Linked DNA regions of Mus musculus: region 1 is linked to region 2. The links are chromatin contacts, called in public HiChIP or PLAC-seq maps. All regions are on one chromosome and are shown on one strand. Each heading gives the region's core, a stretch centred on a gene start, on an enhancer-like site or on the middle of the called end of the contact. The rest is flanking DNA. Distances are from core to core; before and after follow the strand shown. Region 1 has its middle 48 kb from the start of Gm37065. Region 2 has its middle 13 kb from the start of Cd84.

Region 1 (6,573 bases), core at 3,267-5,766, 140 kb before region 2:
AGCCGGTGATTGAGTGTGGCATGAATATTAACGCAGGCCTTTGCCTGCAAGATGCAGGCCCCTTTGATGGGTGACTTTGCCTCAATGACTCCCCGGTGGCCTGGCAAAAACTTTCATAGAATGGCAGGCAGTATGGGGCCCAGCTAATCTAATCCTTCTCTCTCGGACTCCCAGGAGTCAGCTCGACCCTATGGCCTCCCTGCTTTCTCCAGTCTTTGCTCTTTTTATCTCTCTCTCTCTCACAGGCAGCTTCATGATACTGTCTTTGGTGTCTTGATGCTTCCTGGAGGACTTGAGTTAGCCTACTTATTATTGTTATTATTTTAGTTACAGTCAGAGGAAGGGTTTCCAGGTTGGTGTTTGCGGACTGGCGGCTTATTTTTGCCATTGCTTTAAGGTTGAGGGACTAAAGAGCAGAGGTCCTTTTACATTAATATTTATGCTTTGACAATCTCACTCATATTGTAATACATTCTGGTCACACTCATCTCGGCCCTCTCTTACCATGCTTTCTCACCATTTCCCAGCATGTACTAAGTTCCCACCTCATTTCATGTCTTTTTGTTTTGCCTTTTCCCATGGTCTGTGGAAAGTGGCATCATCACCAAGCATGCCATCTCTACTCCGAGTCTTTTTTAAGAGTTACGTTTTACTACTAGCTTATAAAGCAGTCCATTCCCGTGAGACTCCTTCTGACACTCTGAGTCTTGGTTAACCTTCTTCCTGCACCCGATTTTCTCTCCCATTTCCTCTACTTGTATCCCTGTTTAAACTTTCATGTTGCTACTATCTCCTGACTATATTTTCATAGTAATTCTTCTACCATCTCCATCTCCCCTCAGGCCAGGGGTCCCATTTGAACTAAATTTTCAAACCTAAAACAACCTATATTTTGTCAAGAGACAAGTCATAAAGGCTTGTTTGTTTGTTTCAGGGAAACCTAAGGGTCTCCATAAAAATTCAGAATCCTAATTTATATCATTACCAACTTCTTTCTAAAGTTAGGCAACCACTTGGCTTCTCTAAGCTAAGAGGCCAGGCTAGCTTCTACAGAACTCTATGGATGAAGAAATTTAATTTACCTGACCAATTATCCAGAAATATATTATGGGAAAGCCCACTGGTTTAAATTATTTCTTGAAGTAGCAACAAATGTCTCAAATCCCCCAAATCCCTCTTTACAGCATTGATACCTGAACCTAAAATATGCTGGATAAGGTCTCTACCACTCAGCTATATTCTAGCCTTCCCCCTCTTCTTCTTCTTCTTCTTCTTTTTTTTTTTTTTTCCAAACAGGGTTTCTATGTGAGGCCCTGGCTGTCCTGGAACTCGTTGGGTAGACCAGGCTGGCCTTGGACTCAGAGATGCCCCTGCCTCAGTCTCTTGAGTACTAGGAGTGGGCCATCACTGCTCTGCCGTCCGCCTTTGTGGTACAGCGTTCTGCCTTTCCTCTGGTGCCCTGAGTAGACTGTACACTGGCTCAGAGAAGGCTGAGAAAAGTCCAGAACACCGAGTCCGAAGCTTGTGTTTCCTCTGGGGTGTCAAAAGTCAAGGTACACCAAACTGAGGAGGATAAAGCCTCTGGGACGGTGGTTCCACAGGTCTCTGGTCCAGCTAGGAATGCTGGGAGTGTTACAGCTCTTAAAGGGGAAATAAAGAAACTTGGGCAGCCTTTGAAGGGCAGGAAGCTGGGGTCAGGGTCCTACAGTGTTGTAATGGTGTCAGCAGCTATATCAACAGCCTGCACTCCGAGGAGAGCCTGGCCGGGCAGGTAGGTCCAAGATCCAACGACAAGTGCTTCAGAGTACAGGGCCTTCCCCCAAGAGTTACAGCTCACTAATGACAGGCACTCTCAGATGATCCTTGGTGAAATAACTTGTATGCTTTATTACATGTGGATAGCAATTATATGAACCTTGGGGAGTGGGATGGGATTGGGGGGGGGGTAAATGTTTTCTCTTGGTTGAGGTGAAAATGTTGGTGATGATCTGTTTGCATGGGGAAGGGCTCCAGGCGTTGCATTAAGTGACTTTCTGTGGTCCTCTCAGTTGGAGGTAGTGGTTCCATGATCCAGCGCAGGCGCAGAGACAGGTAGAGAGTGGCTCCACTCTTGCGGTTCTCAAATCTCTGAGATTCCTGGGGTTTGAGCATCCTCCACTTCAACAGTTCTTATGCCTGTCTGGTGGCACAGTACACTTACCTACACTCCTTCTATTAATAAGAGCTCACATAGCCCAGACTGTCCTCTGACTTGCTATGTTAGCCTCTCTCTCTATGTACAGGCTGCTGACCCTGAACCCCTAATCCTGTTTTTTTCTACTTCCCAAATGCTATGACTGTAGGTGTGTACAACCACACAATGTGAGACATTTTTCTGGTATTGAACTATTGATCTGTCTTCAAGAAAATATTTCAGTAAAACACTCACAATGAAAGACGTAACCTGAAGACAAAGATTTTTAGGAACCACATAGTCAGAGGAAAATTTTCTTGAAAAAAGTTTTATTTTGTTTGCATGGGTGTTTTGTCTGTATATATGTCTGTGCACCATGTGTGTGCAGTGCCTGTAGAGACCAGGAGAGGGCATCTGATCCCCTGCAACTGGATTTACATAGTTGTGTGAGTGGTGGGAATCAAACTCCAGTCTTCTGGAAGAGTAGCCAGTGCCCTGCTGAGTCACCTCTCTAGCCCCTCCCCTGGTTTCTCCTCCTCCAACTAAGTTACTCCAAACCCTCCAGTAATTGACTGTAGCCAATTTTATTTAACCAATAGTTTTAAATCAAGGAACAAGGTTTGTACAACAAAAACTTGTAAACATGAAAAGTCTCACATAGGCCTAGACCTTCGGGGATAGAATTTAGCATTATAATACATAGCAACAGACCAAACCTCAGCAAGAGAGGTCAAGTGGTTGGTTTGAGATCACACAGAGAGATGGCTCAGTGGTTAAGAACGCTGACTGCTCTTCCAGGGGTCCTGAGTTCAATTCCCAGCAACCACATGGTGGCTCACAACCATCTGTAATGGGGTCTGATTCCCTCTTCTGGTGTGTCTGAAGAGAGCAATGGTGTACTCACATACATAAAATAAATAAATAAATCTCTGAGAGGGAGAGAGAGAGGGAGAGGGAGAGGGAGAGGGAGAGGGAGAGGGAGAGGGAGAGGGAGAGGGAGGAGAGGGAGAGGGAGAGAGAGGGAGGCGAGGGAGAGGGAGGAGAGGGAGAGGGAGAGCACATGGATAGTAACTGGCAGGAACAGAGCCTGAATCCAGGTCCCCCTGATTTCAAAGTTTGATCTCTTTTTCTCTTGATAACCATAGATAAATTCTTATGGAGTCCTGGATCTGGGGTTTTGGATTCATATCCTGCATTGGCATGAACAATCTTATACTGGAGCTCCCGACTCAGTGTTATGTCTTACCCATTCACCACTGTGTTTAAGTTTTCCATTTTGTAAGCTGTGGAACATTAGACCAATACTTAAAAAAAAAATCCACTCTACAGAGAATTGCATTGGTGAGGAGGTTCGTGAATGGGTGGGTAGGAAAAAAAAACATTAGAAGAAGAACTAACCTTTATTGAGCATCTTGCATTATGTGTCAGGTAAGCTCTGTGATAGGTTATTTACATATAATACTTAATTTATTCAGAGTTAATCATTTATGCAGCTCATAGAGCATAGTAATGGGCCAATTAGGATGACACTAGCCACTAAGTGTCCTAACAGTAGAGCTATGCTGATCAGGATTGCTGGGATAGGCCAAGTGCCTTACCCAAGGCTGGTCAGTGGGGAAGGCCAGCATTTACTCTTAGAACCATCACACAACTGACTCTGCCCTCTTCTGATTACTTGACCACGTTAGACAGGGTAGCCACACAAAGGCCAGCTGCCATTGCCAGAGGCAAATGTGCTGATATCACCTGGATAAGGAGAAACAAGGCTAAGAAGTTTCATCTCTATGGTTACTCTCCCTCCCTCCCATTCCCTCTCTCTCCCCTCCTTCCCTCCATCATTCCCTCCCTCCCTCCCTTCCTTCCTCCCTTTCTTTTTATTTTAAGGTCTAAGTGTTTTGTCTGAATGTATGTCTGTGTACCATGTGTGCCTGGTGCCCTTGAAAGTCAGAAGAAGACATTGGATCCGCTAGAACTGGAACTAGAGGTGCTTATGAGCCAACATGTGGACGCTGGGAATTGAACCCAGGTCCCCTGGAAGAGGAGCCAGCGTTCTTCACCACTGAGCTGGTTGCTCCATTTCTCCACAGTTACCCTTTCAAAAGACTTCTGGTTTTTCTCTTTGGAAAAAAAAAATCTTTATTTCTCATGCTTCTAGTAAACCAACTTGGAGTCCAATTAGAAGCCTCAACATCTTTTGTTCAAAGCTCTAATTCCTGCCAGAGGTGTTGACAAACACCTTTAATCTCAGCATTTGAGAGGCAGAGGCAGAGGTAGTTCTAGGAAGGCCAGGACTTAGAAAGAGACCCTGTCTCAAAGCAAAACAAACGGAAAAACCCTTTGCTTCCTGTTTTTGAGATAGCGTCCCTCATCCTTGTCTTAGCGCCTTTAAATCTACAAAACAACACACAAGTAAGAAAGAGGGGTAAAAGAAAGAAGGCCAAGAAGAGGGTAGGAGAGATGGAAAGAAGGAATCAGAGAAAGGAATGGGGAGAGAGTTGCGGTGGGGAGGAGAGCATGCACACATGAGCTGGGGTGGGTCTGGAGCTTGTATCTACCTGTTTAATCTAGACAGTGACTGGAAAGTTTGCAAATTCAGAAGTCATTTCTGGCTTCCTAACAGTTTTCAACATCAAAGGTTTTAGGAGGCCTGGACAGATTCACTCAACACTTGAGCTGTGAAAATCATGAGGGGACGGACGGAGGTGAGGGTGAGAGGTAGGTGTGATAATTGCTTCAGGAACAACCAAGGGCACACAGGAAGGAAGCTGTCACAAAGGAGGGAAAGGGATGGCTCACTCACTTTCCTTAACCCCCTCACCTAGAAGATTGTTTCCATTAGCTTCCCTTTCATAAGTCCCTCTGTGATGGAGCATCCTCACCTTTTCCAAGGACACCATCCACTTCCTGACTTCCGTTTCATTTTGACTCCTCGTGAGCCATCTTCCTTCTGGGTGCTATGTTTGGTACTTATTGTTATTGATGAAAACTGTGGGCGAGCCGATGATTTGTTCGCAGGTCATTTAGAAACTGATCCTACTTGCTGAACTCTGAGAACAAAAAGGCTCTTGGTCTTAGGAAAGTCTCAGTGCGGCTGCTTTTGTTCTGAAATGGAAACAGTTGTTTAGTAAAGCGTTGAAAATCCTTGTGAATTACAGAGTAATGAGTATGTTTTAGTTTTCCAAGGTGGGTAAGGTGCTAGTTTAAAAGAGAAAAAAAGGATAAAGACTTTGGTTCATAGCAGTGGCCAATTTCTGTGGAAGCGTTTGTACCATGTCCACCAGATATAGTATTTCATTGTAAGGCAAGCAGATATAAAGAACTTCAAGACCAACAGTAGGCTTCAAGGAAGAATGATTTTAGGGGCCTGGGAGGGTGATACTTGGTAAGAATAACCCTGTGTAGGAATGACTAAGGAACTCTGAATATAGTGACTCAAAGCATGTAATATTAATGTTTTCTATTATTTTGAAAATATATTAATTTTTATATGTGTATGAAGGCCCATACATTGATGGTGAGGGTCTTCCTTTCTCAGTTATCTCTCTCTTTTTTGTTTTATGTTTTTGTTTATTTTTGAGATGGGGTTTCTCCCTGGGTCTGGGGCTCATTAATTGACTAGACAGACTAGCCAGCAAGCACTGGGTATTTGTCACTCCTCCGATCACAGCACTAGAGTCACAGATGCAGGTGTGTTCTATCATGCCTGGATGCCGGGGCTGTGAGCTCACGTCCTCATGCTTGTCGACAAGCATTCTCCACACCCTGGTGCATCCTATTCTGTATGGTGCCTTAGAGTCCTGCCTTGTCCTGAAGTCTTCAAGAGAAAGTGAGACAGACTCGCAGACTTGTATTGGTGGTCCTGGGGGGGGGGGACAGAGCCCATGTTTGAGATGGAGCAGCATGGTGAGAACACCCGGAGGAGGTGAGATGACCACAGGGATGGGAAAGTCTGTAGGCACTGAAACATGGAGAGCACACAAGGTGAACGTAAGCTCTGTCTCCTCTGCAAAGCTTCAGAAATGCAGAGTCTCAGTGGAGTACTCAAGGCCTGAGGATATTTTATTTAGATGTTACATGAAATGGATGACCTTAAAAGGAAAAGGACATGGAAGCATTTGGTTGATATATTTAAGAAATATTTTTATCAATGTGGCTTATCCAGACAAGTGTAACACAAGAGAGATCTGGGTCATTATTGTCCTTGGGTACTAGGGGTTGGTCCTCTCCTTCCACCACATGGGTTCTAGGGATGGAACTCAGGCCATCTAGCTTGATGGAAGGTGGCTTTATCTTTTGAGCCACCTTACCTGTCCTGTCATTATTAGATAAATGAAACCTTATGCTAATTTGGAAGTGTATATATATATATATATACACTTGCCACCTTCCCATTCTGATTC
Region 2 (6,606 bases), core at 607-3,106:
ATGTGAGGGCGGCTCCCAACACCAACCCATGTAGGATACCTTTAGAATAAACAGATTGAAACAAACTGTTGTTTTGCTGCCTTTGAGGGGGGATTTCTCTTATTTATTTTGTCAGCTACTCAGTGGTTAGCATTAGAAACAAAACAAAATTAAAAACAAACAAACAAAACAAACTCATGTAATAATAACTTTTAACAAAGGGTAAACAGGTTCTCACAAACTGCAGCAGTTCATTTGCATCACCAGTTGATATCAAGGGTTAGCGACCAAGGTAAAATGTTAGCAAGCTCCAGGACAGAATGGAGATGGGTCCCATCCTCCCTTGGGTTTCCTTATTCTGCAGCACTCTATGGGGCTCTCATGCATTTCCCCATCCTCAGGGACTTGGTGGGGCCTAGGTCACATCCAAGGCAGAGCAGTTGGGTTCCCCTGCCACAGCTGTGCCTGATGGTTCTGATAGGCTTTTGGTCATAACTTAGCCATGGCCACACTCATTATCTCTCTACCACCCACAACACAAATCTTGCAGAATTGTCTTCAGGTGACATGAAAAGACCCTTTTCTTTGTTCTCTATTCACTCTAGATTAGCACTTCATAAACCTAACTTACATGGCAGTCTAAGTCCTTTAGATCCACCAAACCCTCTCCTAGCTCATAAACATCCATGTTCCAAATTGGGCTCGTCAAGGCTACTGAAGTGCCATGGTAGTCCCGCGGTCTCTGGGAACCACCATTCTCAGTTCTCTGGTGGACAGTCATATACTGGGCATCATGCACATGATTAATTTCCTTCTTATCACTTACCCCAATGTACCCTCTCCTCTGTCTGACTCTTCCTGAGGTTCCAAGGATCCCAGGATGGACTCTTTGGACATCCAAACCCAGGTCCTCATGTTTTCAGGACATACATCTTACTGAGCTCTCTCCCAAGGTCAATTTCTGCTTTTACTGAGATAAAAAAAAGGCAAAATTATATTTATTATTCTTCATATATTATGGTATATGTAGACATCTATCTGTACACCAAAAACAATTATTTCTGGTACATGGTCACAGAATTTCACTAGTGTTCTACTTCTGTCATCTCTAGTACACATTCAATGCAAATTATTATAAATAATATATAATTTTATCTTATTTTAGTTTGTTTTCTTGTAAACTAATTTCCTAGAAACGTTTTCAAGTTCTCACTTTATGGTGTTTAAAAATCACTGGAACAATAAAGGACTCTTCTTGGTATTTTTCTCTGAGACAGTAATCTCTCTGTAAGGACTAAGATGCTAAAGACTCTAAGGTCTACAAAATGGGAGGTGCTTTGTGTCTTATTCTGGTTTCTTCTAAAGTATTTTGTTATAATGATTTATCATAAACTGAATGACTTCTAAATAGTAAATATATAAATATACTCATCATAGTTTTCAAGGCCAGAAAACTGAAGAACAAGTTTCTGGCTTATTCAGGATCTGGTCAGAATCTCCTTCCTTGTAAAAGTTTCCTATTACTGTGGAAGAATCATGTCAGAAGAGTAAAAGGTTCTGTCATTGTGGAAGAATTATGTCAAAAGAAAAAGGCAACTCTCCTGAACACACACACACACACACACACACACACACACACACACACACACCCCACATTCATTTTATTTTATTTTGTATATGTGTGTTTTGTCTGAGTGTGTGTCTATGCATTTTTGTCTGGTGTCAGTGGAGATTAAAAAATGGTGTCAGATTCAATGAAAGCAGAAATACAGATGGTTGTTTCCTGGATTGGAACTTGAGTCATCTGAAAAAGTACCAGCCAGTTAACCACTTAGTCATCTCTCTAGCCTCTCCAGGGTCACAAGTCTCCATGAAGAATGGTAATTTGCCTCCCTCTAGTGACTTAACTGCCTTCTAAGGCCTTACACAATACCATCATCTTGGAGGTCAGGAGTTCAACAGCAATTTTAAGGAAGCATAAGTATTCACATCATAACTTTCTGAACTCTATATAGCTATATAAAACATGCAGACCAAAATTTCTGATTCTATATTAATACTACACTCAAAATACATTTCTTATAAAGCTATTTCTATGATAAAATATTTATCAAATAAATTGTGCTTCAATGTCATTCCTTGGGTAACTTTGGCAAACATATATGTCACAAAATCTCAAACTTTATTAATTTAATTCTTATGGAATACAAGATTTTGACTTGTAAATTCTTTACAGATATCAAAAGATACAGAATAGCTTAAGTTTTAAAATCTGAGAGAGATGACAACACTTGATAGGCCTCAGTGTTTCCTGTCTTCACATGAATGAAACAAAAAGAGAGAGAGATAATTTGAAGCTGGTTTTAAAGCCTCCAGAGCTATGGATATAACAGTACACCATGACCTATAACTCCACGCGCCAACAACCAGCAGCCATTGCCCCACTGTATTGGGCCTGGAGAGAAAAGACTGAGTCTATGCATAGGGTGAACATTGAACTGGGGGGAGGGGCGGCAGGGAAGAGAGGGTAAAAAGAATAACTGAAGCTGTAGAGTGTGCAGAGAAAGCTGGACATAAGACATGGAGCACAGCACAGAGTTTTTTCTCAACAGGACAGGAACAGGTGGGAGGCAAGGGAGCCAGCGTGAGAAATGGGAAGACACAAGTTACAAATTTAGTTTTAAAGGCTTTATTTAGCTTTATTCGTGGTCCTGGATCCAGGAAAACTTTTATTCCAGAAACCAGAGTAAGTGTTCCAACGAGCTGAGCATAAGTAGCTGGCTTTCTGGACAGAGCATCCCTGAGGGAGGCAGACTCGAGGAACAAGGAGTAGATTTGTGCCTCAGCCTTGGTTCTAAAGTTGCTTTCCCTAAAAGCTAGGGCCAGGAGGCAGAGCAACAGCAAGATAACTGGTGAGTACTGGGTTGCTTTACATTATTCATTTTTCTGTTTTCCTACATAATAACTTTATTACCATGCCAACTGACCCTAGCTTGTCAGGGCTGGGGGCCATAACTCAGTGGTGGGGACTGCCTGGCATGTGAGAGTTTGATCTCTAGCAACACCAAACCCGACAGTCCAGAACAAGAATTACCACACAAAACAACCTAAAGTGATCCATTTGGAAAATGTAGCTGTTATTTCTCTCTCTTCTGATTTCTGAAACCAGGTAATAAGTTAGTCAGTTACAGAGCTTGGTACAAGTGACTCCATTTTTAAACCCTAGTTTGGCCTGTCAGGGGCTAGGATTGGGAACTTAATTCCAAACAATAGTGCCATATTGTGAAATCATTGCTCATTTCTACTTCTGGGAAAGCCTTCCATGGTTAGCTCTCCCTTAACTAATTTGCCAGACTGTGTGAAATACCACACCCAAGTGGTGAGATTGGGAACTGAAAAGGAAGAGCTAGCTCTGCCATTACCTCTCAGATCTGAAAAAAGAGATATTTGCTAGTAGGTTGATCAAAGGCTCAGGAGGGCCACACCCAAAGAAATGGGTTAAAAAAAAGGTTTATTAACTTTTACTTAAATTGAAACTCAACCTGACAAAGTTGAATTCCTAACTACACTGAAGTGATCAGTGCCTTACCACATCTGCCTGACAGAAAAAGGAAGCAGGTTGTCGCATAAAACAGATACAACTGGAAGCCTTGGCTTCCTCTATTACAGTGCATTCAATTAAAAAATACTGTGTGTGTGTATATATATATGTATATATATATATATACATGTATATATATATACACACATACGTGTGTATGTTATATATTCACAAATGTATATATAGTATATATACACAAATGTATATACATATGGTATATATACACAAATGTGTACACATATGGTATATATACAGTAATATAGATACAAAAAAATGACTGATCAGAGTGACTGTTGACAGCCTGGTCTGGCCACAATCAAAGCATTTGAATCCCTCCAAGGCTCAGAAACATCACAGAAGAAGGGGTAGGAAGACCATGAGAATGGGAAGGAGCAAGGGGAGGAGAAAGGCAGGGCTGCTGCATATTTGAACTCACAGCAACTTTGATTCTCTGCATGAGTTGTGTCTTATTTTTAGGTGACCGAGTCCGTGATACAGAACCCTTGTTTTCAGTTTCGTACCTCTGACCCCTGGTGGTGGGGAAGGAGATGCTGATGCTCTTCTTGCTTACTTGCATCCCATTTTCCACTTCAGTGCCTGTCAGTGTGCTATCCCAGAAGCAGGAAGGGCTCCGAAGGCTCCAACTCTCCCTGAAGCCTTAGATGCCCATAATAGCTGAGGGTAGAGGGAGAGAGCGTTTCTTGAGTGGTGTTTCCAATCCGTGTTCCTGCACATCTTAGTTAAACTCTTAGGGACACACACACAAAAAGGTTGGAAAGTAGAAGTGGGGTTCAGTTGGGAAGAGAAAGTGAGACATGAAAGAGTAACTAGCAGTAGACGTGATCAAAATAAACTATAATGAAACCCATCAGTATGTAAAGTTAATATATGCCAAGAAAACGTTTAAAATGCTATATCATAATCAAGAGGAGTAAGAGGTAAAGCAAGGGCTTGGAGCAGGTGAGCAGTAGAGTGGATGCCTCGAATGCATGAGACCCTGGAATCAGCTCACGGCACTCTTCCTCAGTGAGAAAGATAAGAATCAGGTGATGATGTAAAGGAACACCTTAACAATCTCAATAGTGAACTAAAATTTAAAACAGATGCAAACGCATAAGTAATTATGTAAAAATTGTTGTCTAAATCAAACTTGGCTTATGCTTAATGAAAGAGAGGACATTAAAAGGGGTGTTGCCCTGCCTAAGATTATCAGAAAAGAGTGAAACCCTGTGTCTGTTCAAGAACAGAAAGGCTCATCTGATAGGAGAATCAGTCAAAAGTATGTGTAAGTAAACCATAGCTGTGTAAGCCAGAATGCAGATAAGTATTGAGAGGATCGCCATCTCCCTCCACACCACCAGGTATCAGAGACTCATAAATGAAAACAAGTGTTCTTCTGTGTCACATATTTGATCAGCTAAAATTAACACCACCACCCCAACACGCCAACCCCAGACACTGTAGTGCCAAGTGCTGTTGAGGAGGTGGGTTAAAGCAGAAATTTAATGTACTGAAAATGGGAACACACATTTTGCAAAAGTACTACATACGCTCAGGAATTGAATATTTCCATAATTTTCTATACAATAATTCCATCTTGGTCAGAACACATCTATAGATACAAAGGCATGAAAATTTGAATGTGGAATTGTTCACAATAGTTTTTCACAACAACCAGGAGTTAGAGAAACCTGAGTATCCACAACATATGACATACCCATAGAATATAACACTCTTTTTTTTAAAAAAAAGGTGCAACTAGAGCCAGTTATACAACTTGAAAAGGTCTAAAGAGTATCATATTGAATAATGGACTAAAGACCTGCGAAATAGAGTGACATATCTATTTATATAACTTTAAAATAATTTTAGATATGCACATACTTGCAAACACAAATAAGTAAATGTATACAAAATGAACCAAAGGACACATATTATGAGATGGTCAGGGACTGTAATGGTTCACACCTGGTCATCCCATACAGGTTTATGCTAATATTTGTTTCTCAGATGGTAATGGTATTTGGAGGCTGCTGAACTTCAGGAAGTGAGGCCAGCCTGGCTGAAATGGTCACTAGGAGGGAGCCTTTGAAGACTATATCCTGCCCATAGCTCCTGCCTTGCTCTTGGCGCCTGGTTCAATGTTATGTGACCAGTCCACACAACCTACTCCTGCTACCATGATCTGAGTTATTTTACATTTCTTTCCTTCCATGATGGATTAAAACCCTTCTGAAAATGCACCAAAATAAATATTTCTTTCCTTATAACACCTTTGCCATATATCATGGTCATAGGACACAAAAATAATAAGTACAAAGATGGCCATAGAAAGAAAGAGTAGACATGCCCTCTGGCCTTAACTCATGACCTATTACCCATTTGAAAGCATGGTCTGAGTTTCTCAGTCACTGTGGGAGCAAAAGACAGATGCACTACAGCAACTCCCTCCATGGTTTGTAATCCACTGAATGTATGATGTGTATCTCTCAGTAATTGTAATTTACCACAAGAAGAGTTTTGTGCCATGATAGTGTCCAAGAGCAAATCGGATGGTTCTTGGGAAACACCACTAAACGACAAAATTAAAGCAAATTTCCAGGCCTTTAACCTTAAAAACATGGTGTGTATTTTCTTCAAGAGAAGAAATGGAGCAATTCTTGCGATAGTCTGATTGCCCTTTTTTGAAGTTGTTTAGGCAGAAAGAGGATGCTGTCTGACCAGTTCCCAGATTCAGTGGAAAATGCTTAAGTTTACTCTAGTCCTACAACCCATGCACATGAATAACAGGCTTGCTTCTGCTTTTCTGAGGGAAGTACAGCCTGAATTCTCTCTCAGTTTGTCTTCCTTCTCTCAGAAAGAAAGCCTAACTTGCCAGTTAAAGCCTTGTTTCATATTCATGGGCTTGGTTTTATTTCTATTATCTCTAGGCCAGAAGTCCTCATAACGGGATGGAATGAATGTCTGTTAAGTGAATGGCTGTCTATGAAGGGAGGATAGGGAGATACAAAGCAGAAAGAGGCTGT

What was found. HiChIP or PLAC-seq counts read pairs in DNA pulled down with a chosen protein or histone mark.
Region 1: an H3K27ac HiChIP or PLAC-seq map of regulatory T cells shows a contact between it and region 2, with 5 times the contacts expected there. The contact joins two enhancer-like sites. A contact is called at or near these places in 5 of 39 promoter capture datasets (3T3-L1-derived adipocytes, cranial neural crest, erythroid cells and 2 more), 5 of 15 datasets of contacts at CTCF or cohesin (CD8 T cells, embryonic stem cells, large pre-B cells and 1 more), 4 of 484 Hi-C or Micro-C datasets (bone marrow-derived macrophages and embryonic stem cells), 8 of 115 datasets of contacts at active chromatin or transcription factors (CD8 T cells, the HPC-7 cell line, bone marrow-derived macrophages and 4 more) and 3 of 9 other capture datasets (adipose tissue, macrophages and pancreatic islet).

The regions. Positions count from the first base shown.
Region 1 is chr1:171,964,529-171,971,101 of GRCm38.p6, reverse strand. No RefSeq gene overlaps it. Among named protein-coding and RNA genes, the nearest start is that of Gm37065, 48 kb to the right of the region's middle. Within about 2 kb of position 4,516, at least 28 of the 459 cell types and tissues checked have an H3K27ac peak or open chromatin away from gene starts, as enhancers often do. A contact at or near this core is called in CD8 T cells and regulatory T cells, where this site is marked.
Region 2 is chr1:171,823,126-171,829,731 of GRCm38.p6, reverse strand. No RefSeq gene overlaps it. Among named protein-coding and RNA genes, the nearest start is that of Cd84, 13 kb to the left of the region's middle. Within about 2 kb of position 1,856, at least 23 of the 459 cell types and tissues checked have an H3K27ac peak or open chromatin away from gene starts, as enhancers often do. A contact at or near this core is called in CD8 T cells and regulatory T cells, where this site is marked.